Linked DNA regions of Sus scrofa: region 1 is linked to region 2. Evidence: chromatin contacts called from public Hi-C data. All regions are on one chromosome and are shown on one strand. The core of a region is the stretch at or near the end of the contact, and the rest is flanking DNA. Distances in the headings are between cores, read along the strand shown.

Region 1 (6,082 bases), core at 1,653-4,152, 550 kb before region 2:
TTTTTCCCTGCATTGCGGCCTCCCTTGCTGTTGAGGCACAGCCTTGTGACCAGTGGAGCCAGCAAAACAGGTGCAACTGATTATATCACTTCCTGGATGACGCCCTTACGAGGTAATGTGCCCCTTCAGCTCCCTTCTCTTCCCGCTAAGACTCTGGAAGTCACGCGTTGAGTTGGAAGCACCACAAAACGAAGGACGCCTGGATCCTGAGTCACAGCTTTGAGGAGAACCCCCACAAGAGTCTGAAGCCCTCTTTAGACTGTGCACGAATGATAACACACTGTGGAGATTTTAGGGTCTGTTTGCTGCTGTCGTGGAGCCTGTCCTCTGCTGATGAACACAGTCCCTGAGACTGTTAGTGTCAGAGCTGAGACTGCAAGGCCAGAACCTTCTGCTTCTAGAGCAGATTCACTTAACTATTATACCTGAAGCAAAAGAAGAAACCAGCTATAACATAGTTTTATATTTTATGATTTTTATTTTTTCCGTTATAGTTGATTTACAGTGTTCTGTTAATTTCTACTGTACAGCAAAGGGACCCAGTCATGCATATATATACCTATCTTTTTCTCCCATTATCCGCCATCATGTTCCATTACAAGTGGCTAGATAGAGTTCCCTGTGCTATACAGCAGGATCTCTTTGCTTACCTATAACATAGCTTTTAAAATAACTTGATGAGGAGTTACATATTAAAAGGACTAGAGTGCTATTTAATCCTGTAAATTGTTATTGTTGTACATAAAGCTGCATAATGATAGAGAGGGAAGGTAGAAAAATTAATTTGCAATTTTTCTGTGAAATACTACCAAAAAAAAGAGAGCACGTTTTAACTCTATAGGAAGGAACAAATAACCATAGGTATTCTGTACAAAACCAGGTGGGTACATACCATAAAGTCAGAGTAAAAGATGAATATTACGGGTTGAAAGTATCAGAATACTGGCTCCATGTCTTTGCAAGACCAAGAGTGTACTTAATTCAAAGATAAAACTCCGATTAGGGTGAGAATTTTTTTTTTTTGTTCTTTTGTTTCTGGGGTGAGGATGAATTGTGCACAAGTTTATGTTCATGGAGAGAAAATAGGTTAAAAAATACCTGTTGAAATAGCTTTTCTACAATGTTCTTGAACGAAAGTGCGGTAAACTGAATTCTGCAAGTCCTCCCTCTACAAGATTTCCCATCCTCATCTCTGGGACTATGAATACAATGAGCCGTAACATCTTCGAATAACTTATATTACCTGGCAAAAGGGACTTTATAGATGTAATTATGGTTTCTAATCAACTGACCCAAAGATAGGGAAGTTATTTTGGTTTATCTGGGTAGGCCTAATCTAGTGACATGAGCCCTTTAAAAGCTGGGTGTTTTCTCTGGGTGGCACCAGGAGCAGTAGCAGCAAAAGACAGAGATTCAAAGCATGAGAGAAATTGGAGGCATGTTACTGGCTTTGAAGAATGCCAACACATTTTTATCTTTTTGCTACCATCTTTGCCAAATATTTGCTATCACTAATCTATACAGACAGACTACACATGCCTTACTCTTGATCCCTACACCTGGTTGACACATTCTTTTTTTTTTTTAATTTTTAATTTTTTAAAGTATAGTTGACTTACAATGTTGTACCAGTTTCTCTGGTTGACATATTCTTAATTAAATTTTTTTCTTGGCCACTCTTGTGGCATGTGTAAGTTCCTGGGCCAGGGATATGACCCACACCATAGCAACCAAACCGCTGCAGAGGCGCCAGATCCTTAACCCGTTGTGCCATAAGAGAACTCCCTTAATCAGTAAATGATGAGAGGGGATAGGCTAGAAAATGTGAAAAGTGCAGAGTGTGTAAGACAAAAGCGAGTTGTTTCTGTCAAAGGCAGGCAGCATTCCCTCAAAACTCCTTACCACTCCCGGGCTCTACAGCAAGCTCCTACACCCAATTTAGGTTTAAAAGGATCTTGAATCTATGTCAGAATATCAGCCAGGGAAACACGCAGCCTCATTTAAAATTATAAATGGATATTCCTGTGGATCCTTATCAATATGTGTTGAATGAAAAAAATCAAAGAATACAAACACTGTTAGCACTGACGGAAGTTAAGTTTCTTACTAAAGACTTAAGCTTCAAGCATATGAACTGGTTAAATAGGTCTTGAAGATTGTCCTGGGCAGGCTGATCACTGTTTCCAAAGGAAAATAGCTGTTCCTAGTTTCGACGGAAAATGATACCGGGATTCCAATCTAATTCAGTCTGAGACCACAACTTGGCGGGCAACTGAAACTCTGCCTTAAAGCTGAGCATATGCACCACCCAATTGGAACAATTTGTTTGCATTTTCAAGAGTGTAAATTTTATCTCCCCATATTAATTATCTTTACGCTTCTTATATGCCCACAGAGCACAGCAGCTTTGATTATTCATAGAATGATTTCTAGGAGCGCGGTTTCTACACCCATTCCTCCCTATGGAGTAGAGCATTTCTACTCCAATCTCAGTTTTCGACTCTTTTTTTTTCCACTCACATTTATTACTCATTACTCACTAGGTGCCTGTTATATGCGTAACATTGGCAGTAAAATGGTAAATAAAGCAAGGCCTGGCCTCCCAGCTCTCACACAGCAAACAATGTACAAGAAAATTTAAGCCGTCAAACACACACCACACCTGTCGCTCCTAAAGCCCAAGCACTTCACAGACGGCTCCACTTCCCTTTAGTAGCCCCACCCCCTCCCCGCAGGCTCCTCCCCTTCCACGATCTTTCTTTTTTCTCATTTAGCTCCTCCCCTTTTTCCCCCGGGCCCTACCTCACCGAAAAAGACGTCTTCCCGTATTTCAACAGCTGTGCCCTCCTGCAAAGCGGCCCTACTTGCTCCACCAAGCCCCCTTCCTCCATTGGCTCCTCCCTCCCAGGGCTCCGCCCTGTCAACGGCTCCTCCCACTGCCCCACCCATGCCGCGCCCTCCTCCTCAAACCCTGCCTACTCTTAGTTCAGCCCAGGCCCGCGCTACCTCTCCCTTTTGCCTCCTCGCCTGAGAGGGCGGCTTCCTTCCGAACTGGGCAGGACGTCTCGCTCTGCCGCCCCGTGGAGAGGTCAGGGGCCTTGCCCGGAGGCGGGGAAGCGGCCGCGGCCGCTCACACCCTCCAGTGGAGCCAGCTGGGTGGAAGGCCCCCGGGCAGCTTAGTCCCCGCCGGCGGGCGACCAAGACAGTTGCCCTGGGTTACGGACGCGCTGGGGGCGGGGTGGTGGGCGGGTCCGCGGCGGAAGTGACGTACACCCGCCTCGCGCTACCAAGCTGAGCGCAGTAGGCGACGCTCACTGACCGCGGCGGTCTCGTGCTCCCAGCAGGCTGCGCGGCTGCGAACTTTCCACCAGCGCGTGAGGAGCGGCGGGCGCTTCGCGAGGTACCAGTGTAGCCCTAAGCGCCGTTCAGGAAAAGCGACCGAGGGACTGGGTGCCCGTCGGCCCTTGGAGTTAGAAAGCGAAGGCTTTGGGACCAGCTTCCTCTCAGAGATCTAGGACCTCTCTCCCCGCGCAGCGCTCCCCTTGGCGCGGGTTGGGTCTCGGGGGCGTGGCTAGCAGCTTTCCTGGTTTTTACCCGCTAGGTGCCTGACGACCAAAACCGTCCCCAGACTTTGCCAGCTGTCCCCGAGTCGCCCCGCCTCCGTAGGGACTGTGGCAGGGTAGTGCAAGTCAGAAACTTCACAGTGGGAATTTATGCCGCTCACTTGGCTGGGCGGGACTGGTTCGAATCCGCTGTCGTGTGGCCTGTGAGGGGGACCATTGGCATCTTTTATACAAATGTGGAAAAGTAGCTCCACGTCGTTAAAGCGCTGGTTGAAGACAATGAAAAGCCACCCACTTTCGAGCATCCCGAGATGCAGCCAGGGGTGGACTCCTGTGCCCAGTCAGGCATTAGTGGTAGAACCCAACTTCGGTCTGATTCCAAAGCCCCTCTGCTTAATAGTTCTTAAAGTGTGACTATTTCTGCTGGAGAAAAATATTAGAATATAAGCCTCTTATACCACGGTGATTAAAAGCCGTTTGGGAAGATGGGTGTGTACTACGGTTTTTTTCCTACAGAAGGAACAATACTAATTAGAAAGCCTATCAAGTCTTTGGAAAGGCCATATTTTATGACGTATAAATTACGTTATTCTGAGAGGTCAGAAGTGCTTTTCTACTTTTTAAGGTGTTCTTTATCTAACACACACATTTCTGGATCTTTTGTATTTCGCAACTTAGAATTAATGGCATGCCCAAATACTTCTCAAAAGAACAGTACAAAACCGCATACCTCATTCCACTTTTTTGTGTTAAAACATTTTAATCTTAAATTTTAATAGTAGCAAGGGATGTAATATACAGATGATCATGAATGTTGGCATTTTAAAATGTTACATCACTTGGGCTGTTCATCCCCTCTTGCCAATTCATGTATCTATGGATAAATATTACCGTAGATAATTGTTGCCAGAAGGAGACTGATTCAGCCCCTAAGCTGAGTGAAATACTTTGATATGAAGACAAAAGGGGTTTTGTTCTTGCAGTGTCTCTTAACTTTTTAAACCCTTTGCCACACCAGAAATCACATAGCAACAGTTTTTTATTTTTCCCTCTTTTTCTTTCTTTCTTTCTTTTTTAAATTATCAGATGACAGGATTTCCTGTCCTGGCACAGTGGAAACGAATCCAACTAGGAACCATGGAGTTGCGGGTTTGATCCCTGGCCTCGCTCAGTGGGTCAGGGATCTGGCGTGGCTGTGGCTATGGCTGTGGCGGGCAGCAACAGCTCTGATTAGACCCCCTAGCCTGGGAACCTCCATATGCTGAGGGTACTCCCCTAAAAAGACAAAAAAGAAAAAAAAATTAGCGGATGACAGTTTGGTTAGGAAGGATTCCTTCTGTTGAAAACAGAAAATTAACTTGAAGCCACCTGACTAGCAGGATTTGGTACCTCGTCATTAAACAGCATTCTGTTTCTGGGAAGTATACCAAAAGTCTTAACTAAGATTTACTAAATGACTATTAATTAAACTTCTTGACAGTAAGCACATTCTCCTTAGTACTTGTGGAAGTTGGAAGATCTAGCAACTGATTTCCTTCACACTAATCCTGCCTGCATACCTGTTGTAAATGGGCTTAAGTTTAGCAGGTAAAAGTCTGATAGTATGACCGAGCAGAAACATTAAGGGACAAGTGTGTTTGGTTAGTCGCGTTTATAAAAAGCCAAGGTAGAGGGAGAATAAAGATACAAAAGCTCTCTAGTAGAATAAGATCTGAGTTGGCAAAGGAGTGTTTCAAAACAGATGGGGGCAGGAGGTATGTAGAAACAACTTTCCATTCAACTTTGAATCTAAATCTACTCTCAAAAAAGTACTTAAAAGAAAAAAGAGAGAGAGACTGATGGGGATTGGTGGGCATTAGTAAAGCCATGTTACTGGGAAGAAAAAACTAATCTTTGTGTTAAGTGAGAGGCCCCACTGAGAAAGTCTGATGTATAATTAGGTGTGAAATAATACAGTGATTGTTGAGGGGTAATGAGGGAAAAGTTAAAATTAGCATAATTTTAAAAACCAAAGGTGAGTGGTATTCTGACATTTCGGCAGCCCTAAAAAAGCTGCAGAGGAGTTCCCGTTGTGGCTAAGTGGTTAACGAATCTGACTAGGAACCATGAGGTGGCGGGTTCGGTCCCTGCCCTTGCTCAGTGGGTTAATGATCCCGCGTTGCTGTGGCTCTGGTGTAGGCCAGTGGCTACAGCTCCGATTGGACCCCTGGCCTGGGAATCTCCACATGCCACAGGAGTGGCCCAAGAAATAGCAAAAAGACAAAAAAAAAAAAAAAAAAAAAAAAAAAAAAAGCTGCAGAAATTCCAAAATTGGTTTGCTGAGAGTTGATCTGAAATACTACCCTCCTTTTGACCCCAGCATGCCTACATAGAGCCCTCTAGTGGTTTATTAAAACTTAATACTGTCAACTTTTTAAACAACCTGGAAGGTGATATGAAAAAAAATTTTTTAAACACTTCCAGGGTAACCTGTCCCATTTCTTGAATTTTAAAAAATTTTTATTTATATTTATTTGTTT
Region 2 (6,087 bases), core at 205-2,704:
AGCGAGCCTGGAATCTTGACATCAAGCTGAAGACAATCAAGTGTGTATCTGGGGCGGCTCAGCCACTGTCTCACTCAGAGTCTGTGCCCTGTGAGATGTGGATCCCATAACAGACCCAGGTCCTTCCACCCAGTGCCCATCATCCCACCCAGGAGAGCCCCTCTCCTCCGCTTCCCATAGCCTTCCATTCAGACACCCCTTCATTCATTCACTGAGCAAGAACCTTGAAAACGCTGCTGAGTGAAAGATGGTCAGGTCCACAAATTATAAGACTCCAGCCATCTGAGCGTCCAGCACAGGAAATGTATGGTGGCAGAAAGTCAGCTAAGAGTTGCTTAGGGCCGAGGGGTCGGGGAAAGGCCAGTGAGAGCTGCGGGGTAGAGGTTTCTTTTTAGTGATGACAACACCTAACATCGACTGTGGTGTTGCCTGCACAGCTCTGTAAATAAGCTAAAAACCATATGTACACTTGACTTAGGTGGATTGTATGGTATGTGAATTATGTCTCAATAAGCCAGTTTTTTAAAAAAAGTATACATTAAGCACCTCCTGTGTGCCTGGCACACTGCCTCCACTGCATACAGTCAGGGAAGAGGCAGCCATTAGACAAATAATCCCACACAGCTTTTTTTTTTGGCTGCACTCATGGCATGAGAAAGTTTCCAGGCCAGGGATTGAACCCGAGCTCTGGCAGCGATCTGAGCCACAGCAGTGACAACACCAGATCCTTAACCTGCTCAGCCACCAGGGAGCTCCCACAAACCTGTAAGCACACAACAGTGGTGCACAGAGCTAAAATGGAGCGAGCCCAAAATGGCCAGCCGGGAGGGAGATGGAGGAGGGAACAGCCATCCAGGCAGAGGAAGGGCAAGGGCGGAGGCCCTGAGGCAGTGTCTGGCCTTGGAAGGAACAGACTCTTAGGAGGCAGAAGTGTGGGGTCCCTGGCAGCAGGAGAGACAGGCAGGGCCCCTTAGGTCCTAGTCCTCGCAGTAGAAGGTTCCAGAGCAGAGGCTGAGTCTTGGGGAAGGGGGATATGATAATTTGGGAGTAGTTTCCATAAGCCCTGGGCTTTCAGTGGAAGGGACCAGAGGGAGCAGAGGTTGAGGTGGGAGGGACCTAGCTCCTCCTCCCGCATTCTCTTAAAATGTGCTTTCTCCCCGGGAGGGAGCTTCCTGTTACTGAAACAGGAAGTAAAGGCTGCTTCGCCAGCAGCCGGCGGAGAGCGGGCTGAGGACAAAGGGCCGGGAGGAAGCCGGGATCGGAAGGCGGCTGGCTCGGCTCACACCTTTCTGGCTCAGTGCACACCTGTCTGCCTCTAGTGGCCAGGACAAGACCGAGAGGAGGGCAGGGCAGCAGCTCTAACGCCCCAGATGTCCCAGCTGCTGCAGAACGAGGCTGGGGTTGCACCAGGCCGAGCTGGGGGCGGAAGGCAGCGTTCGGGGACTCCGGGCCCGTGACGTCAGTGTTGCCATGGAGACCCCCGCTGCCATCCGCACGTGTTGCAGCTTCAGGAGACCCTCGGGCTGGCGGGGACGGCTCTGCGGGGTTGAGGGAAGCTGCGAGACAGCCCTGGACCCCACCCCCACCCCCCAGGCCTATGGCTCTGCCCCCGAGGGCGGCCCGCGAGAGGGCAGGGTGCCAGTACCAGGAGGGGCTCCCTCCAACCCTCCATCCGCACCCCGAAGCCCGTCGACCAGACACATCTCCTCTCTTGCAGTCAGGGAGATGCCTTGGCGTAAAACGGCTCCGGCCTCCTCCGCGGCCCTTCCCCCAGTAGCGGCCCCCCCGCGCCCCCACACTCCTAGCGCCGTTGTTTTATCTCTAATGGCCCTTGGTTAAGGAACCTTTCCCGAGGCCTCCGAACACTGCCAGCTCCTGGGATCCTCAGCCCGGACCCAGCGAGGGGAGCTGGCCCCCTGCACAGGGATGGAGCCTGCCGGGGAAACGCGGTTCTCTTTGTCTCTAAATCTTGTTTCCCGATGGCCTTCTTTCCAATTTCTCTTTCTTTTTCTGGAGGTTCCCCGGGCCGGGGACTGAACCCAAGCCACCGCGGTGGCACGAGAGACTTCCTCCAGTTTCTTAAAGACACCTTTGGTAGCAAAATGTCCAGGCTACTTGAGAACTTAAATTTCACCTTCATTTCATGCCTCTTCCCCTTCCTGAGTCCCTACCTCCTCCTAAGTGGGGTGGGGGGGAAAGAAAGCTTGAAGGTAGATGCGGACTAAAGTGTTTTTGTCCTTGACCTTGTCTGGTCATTGTTGGCTGGCCACGGAGGTGCTGATTAAAAAAAAAAAAAAAAGCACAAAAGCACTAGCTAGAATTTGGGAGTTGTTTTATGTGAGGCCATGACTGAGGCCAAGAAGGCAGCCTCTCAGCGCTGAGGGACTGTCCTTAGGGGACATGGAGGAGCCAGGATACACAGGAGTTTTGCGGGCGGGGGGAGGAAAAGAAGCAAAAACATATAGTAGAGAGATTATAAAAGACTACTGCTAATCGCTCAAACCGGACATTGTAAATTAATGATTTTGGTGCCTTTCTATGTATGGGGAGATGCTGGAGTCTGGGCTTGATGAAATCATTCCTTTGATAGGCATCCTTAACTCTCTAGGGCCAAGTACCCTGTTTTTCTCCAGCCCCGATTCCCCTCAAGGTGCATCATTAGGAGTTCCCTTCGTGGCTCAGTGGCTAATGAACCTGACTGAGATCCATGAGGTTGTGGATTCGATCCCTGGCCTTACTCAGTGGGTTAAGGATCCAGCATTGCTGTAGGTCCCAGATGAGGCTAAGATACCGCGTTGCCCTGGCTCTGGCGTAGGCCGGCAGCTACAGCTCGGATTCAGCCCCTAGCCTGGGAACCTCCATATGCCATGGGTGTAGCCCTAAAAAAAGGGAAAAAAAAGAAAAAAAAGATGCATCATTAGCTGATGGCTTGATGGCAACTTTGTTGACTGAAATGACAGGATTTTTTTTTTTTTTTTTTTTTTTTTTTTGGTACACGCGTGTGCTCATAGCCCAAATGTGTGCTTTGGGAGGAACAGGGTGGGGGCCGCAGAAGTGAGGGTCCCCGTGTGCATTCCCCGAGGCTGCCTCCTCCTGAGGCCCATCTCCCACTGCTTCCTGCCTCGGGGTGGGGTGGGGTGGTGTCTCCCTTTTGGATGGGATGATAGTGGGAAACTGTCTCAGGATTGCTTCCTTCTTGGTGCCCTTGTGACTCCTGGAAACTCACACCTCCCTGACCTACAGTTTAGCTCTTCATTGGTCTGGGGACATTTGGGTTGTTTCCCCACCGGTATTTTTTAAAGCTTCCAGGTGATTCTGACGTAATCAGTCATGACAAATGAGGCCTCGGACCAGCGTTTCTCAATCCTGGCTGCGTTAGAATCACCTGAGAGCTTTCGGAGTTCCTGTCGTGGCTCACTGGTTAACGAATCCGACTAAGAACCATGAGGTTGCAGGTTTGATCCCTGGCATGGCTCAGTGGGTTAAGAATCCAGCGTTGCCCTGAGGTTGCAGACCTGGCTCGGATCCCGTGTTGCTGTGGCTCTGGTGTAGGCCGGCAGCTACAGCTCCGATTCGACCCTTAACCTGGGAACCTCCATATGTGCGGAAGAGGCCAAGAAATAGAAAAATGACACACACAAAAAAGAAGAATCACCTGGGAGCTTTTAAAAAACACTAGGATGGCTGGCGCCCCCTGCAGACCCGCTTGGTCAGACTCTCCGTGGGTGGGACCCAGGCTGCAGAATCATTTCCAAGTCTCTGCTGCCCTCTGGTGGCAGAACTGACAACAGCCCTCGTTACTGGGCACCACCCTCTCCGGGACTGGCTTGCCTGTCCACTGGGCACCCAGAAGGCCAGTCCTGGGCGTCTGGGGACCCTGTAAAGCTCTCCATATCCCACCTCCCCCGCTGTGCTTCCTGGCTGACTTTGCATGGCCTCATATCTGGAAGAACAGATGAGAGTATTAGAGAGGGGGCACTGGCCAGCAGACGACTCCACTTTGTATGGCCTTGAACAAGCCAATGAACGTGAGCCTTGGTTTTCCTGGTTCTCACTTGAGGATCACCACCGCTCCCTCTGACAAGTCCCCAAGATGCCAGGAACGACCCAGGGCAGCTGTCTCACCCTCGGGCACTGCTGACATTAGCGGCTGGGTCATTCTGTGTTCTGGGCTTGGTAGGCTGTCCAGCAGCAGGCCTGGGTTCCAGCCACGGGCTGCCAATAGCACCCCCCATTTGTGATCCTCAAAAGTGTCTCCAGGAGTTCCTGTTGTGCCTCAGTGGGTTAAGAACCAGAGTAATATCCATGAGGATGCTGGTTCAATCCCCAGCCTCACCCAGTGGGTTAAAGATCTGGGGTTGCCACAAGGTGTGGTGTAGGTTAAGAATGCTGCTCGGATCCCGTGTTGCTGTGGCTGTGGTGTAGGCCAGCAGCTACGGCTCTGATTTGACACCTAGCCTGGGAACGTCCATATGCCACGGGTGCGGCCCTGAAAAGAGACACACAAAAAGGTCTCCAGATGTGGACAGATGTCTCCTGAGCTTACGGCTGCCAGATAAAATACAGGTTTCCCAGTCAAATGTACATTTCAGACAAGTGACTCATAACTTTTCAAAGAATTCGGTCCCAGAGATAGCATTTTTATTTGTTATATCTGGAATTTCTTCCTGGGGAACAAAAGCACCCAGTTGAGAGCCACCACCCTCGTGACTTGTTGATACCTGTTTATGATTCCGAGGCTGCAGAGGGGGAAGTTCCATGGAGCAGAACTTGGCTGGGGGCGGAGGTGGCACATCTGGCGCGTGGGCGCTATCTGGGGGTGGGCCCAGCCATGGTCAGCCAGGGACTTGGGGTCACCATTTGGGAGGAAGCTGGGTTCGTGGTTGGGCCTCCTTGGTGACGTGCTGAGGTGGGGCCCAGGCTGGGGAGGGGACCACCTGGCTTTGCCAGCACCTGGTGCTGTTGGGGACAGAGCAGTTTGTGGCTGACCACAAATTGGAGCCGTTCATCCCCAGTTTTTCCCCAGGGGGAACCCCTGGCCTCAGGGACAGAGATTGAGGCCCAACTTAGTCATCTGCAAAAGAAAGAAGCCCCAGAAAGGGGCAGTGACTGGCCCCAAGTCACACAGCTGGCTTTGGACCCTGTGACGCTGGGGTTTATGAGTTCAGGCCAGGACTTTGGCCCCCGGGGTGGAGACTGGGCGTGTCCTCGATTTCTGTTAAGTTCTCTGGGAGACTCCAGCATTTTCCAGACACAGCAGGAGGCACTCAAGACGGTTCTCACCCAGGCTGGGCCAGCTGGGGTCCTCAGCTGCTGTCCATGCCATTCAAGGGGAACAGTGGGCCCCCAGAGCTGCCCCTGTGACACCATCTCTTGTTTTTATTTGATGGGGAGAAGTGACACAGGGAAGTGGTGACGCACTTGGCCTTGGAGCCAGACTGTCTGGGACTGTCCCTCACTGACTGTGACCTGAGGGACCCAGGGCCTCAGTTTCATCATCTGTTCTTTGGGGGTGATGAAAATGGCCCCCACTTTGTAGGGCTCTTCCAAGGATTCAATGACTTAACAAGTATAAATGCTGCCAACAGTGCGCGGCAGGTTTGCTATTTATTTTGCTTCACTCTCTTCTTCTGGTGACGTCAACCTTTCTCCCTCCCTCAAGAAGCTTATTCAGTGGCGCTGCCAATCACAGCTCCTAACCCTGCGCACCCCTACGGGGTCTATGAGTCGGGCAAGGGCAGCCACTGGGTTAGTGAGTGAGAACAACCTGACGACGGTCTAGTTGAGTCCCTAGATACAGCCTGACCTGAAGCCGTTTTCCTCCCTTGGATTCCGATCCTGGGAAACCATAAATCTCTCACTTTGCTTAAGCAAGTTTGAATAGAATTCTGATCCACATATTTTCTTTGTTCCCGGGGGCAGGTGCCTTCTCCCATGGACCAGTGCCCTCAGCCTTGGTCTCGATCCAGCCCCACGCTAGGTCAGTCCTGCTCTCTCAGAGTCAGGCCCTCTGTGAGCTGGGATCAGTGCTCACAAGACGAGGAAACAGACTTGTGTAAGGTATCTTCCGTGCCCCAAGTACTATGC

Evidence for each region. Hi-C and Micro-C count contacts between places; a contact is called where the count stands out from the background.
Region 1: a Hi-C map of embryonic fibroblasts shows a contact between it and region 2, with 2.1 times the contacts expected there. The contact joins the promoter of C6H16orf46 here to the enhancer-like site in region 2. A contact is called at or near these places in 2 of 5 promoter capture datasets (fetal liver and fetal skeletal muscle), 2 of 47 Hi-C or Micro-C datasets (embryonic fibroblasts and liver) and 2 of 2 datasets of contacts at active chromatin or transcription factors (alveolar macrophages and skeletal muscle).

Annotation. Positions count from the first base shown.
Region 1 is chr6:7,186,329-7,192,410 of Sscrofa11.1, reverse strand. It overlaps C6H16orf46, which reads right to left and starts at 2,902. Exons shown (of 4, transcript XM_021097049.1): 1 at 2,803-2,902.
Region 2 is chr6:6,638,873-6,644,959 of Sscrofa11.1, reverse strand. No RefSeq gene overlaps it. Among named protein-coding and RNA genes, the nearest start is that of PLCG2, 39 kb to the right of the region's middle. Within about 2 kb of position 1,454, at least 52 of the 83 cell types and tissues checked have an H3K27ac peak or open chromatin away from gene starts, as enhancers often do. A contact at or near this core is called in alveolar macrophages, embryonic fibroblasts, fetal liver and 3 more, where this site is marked.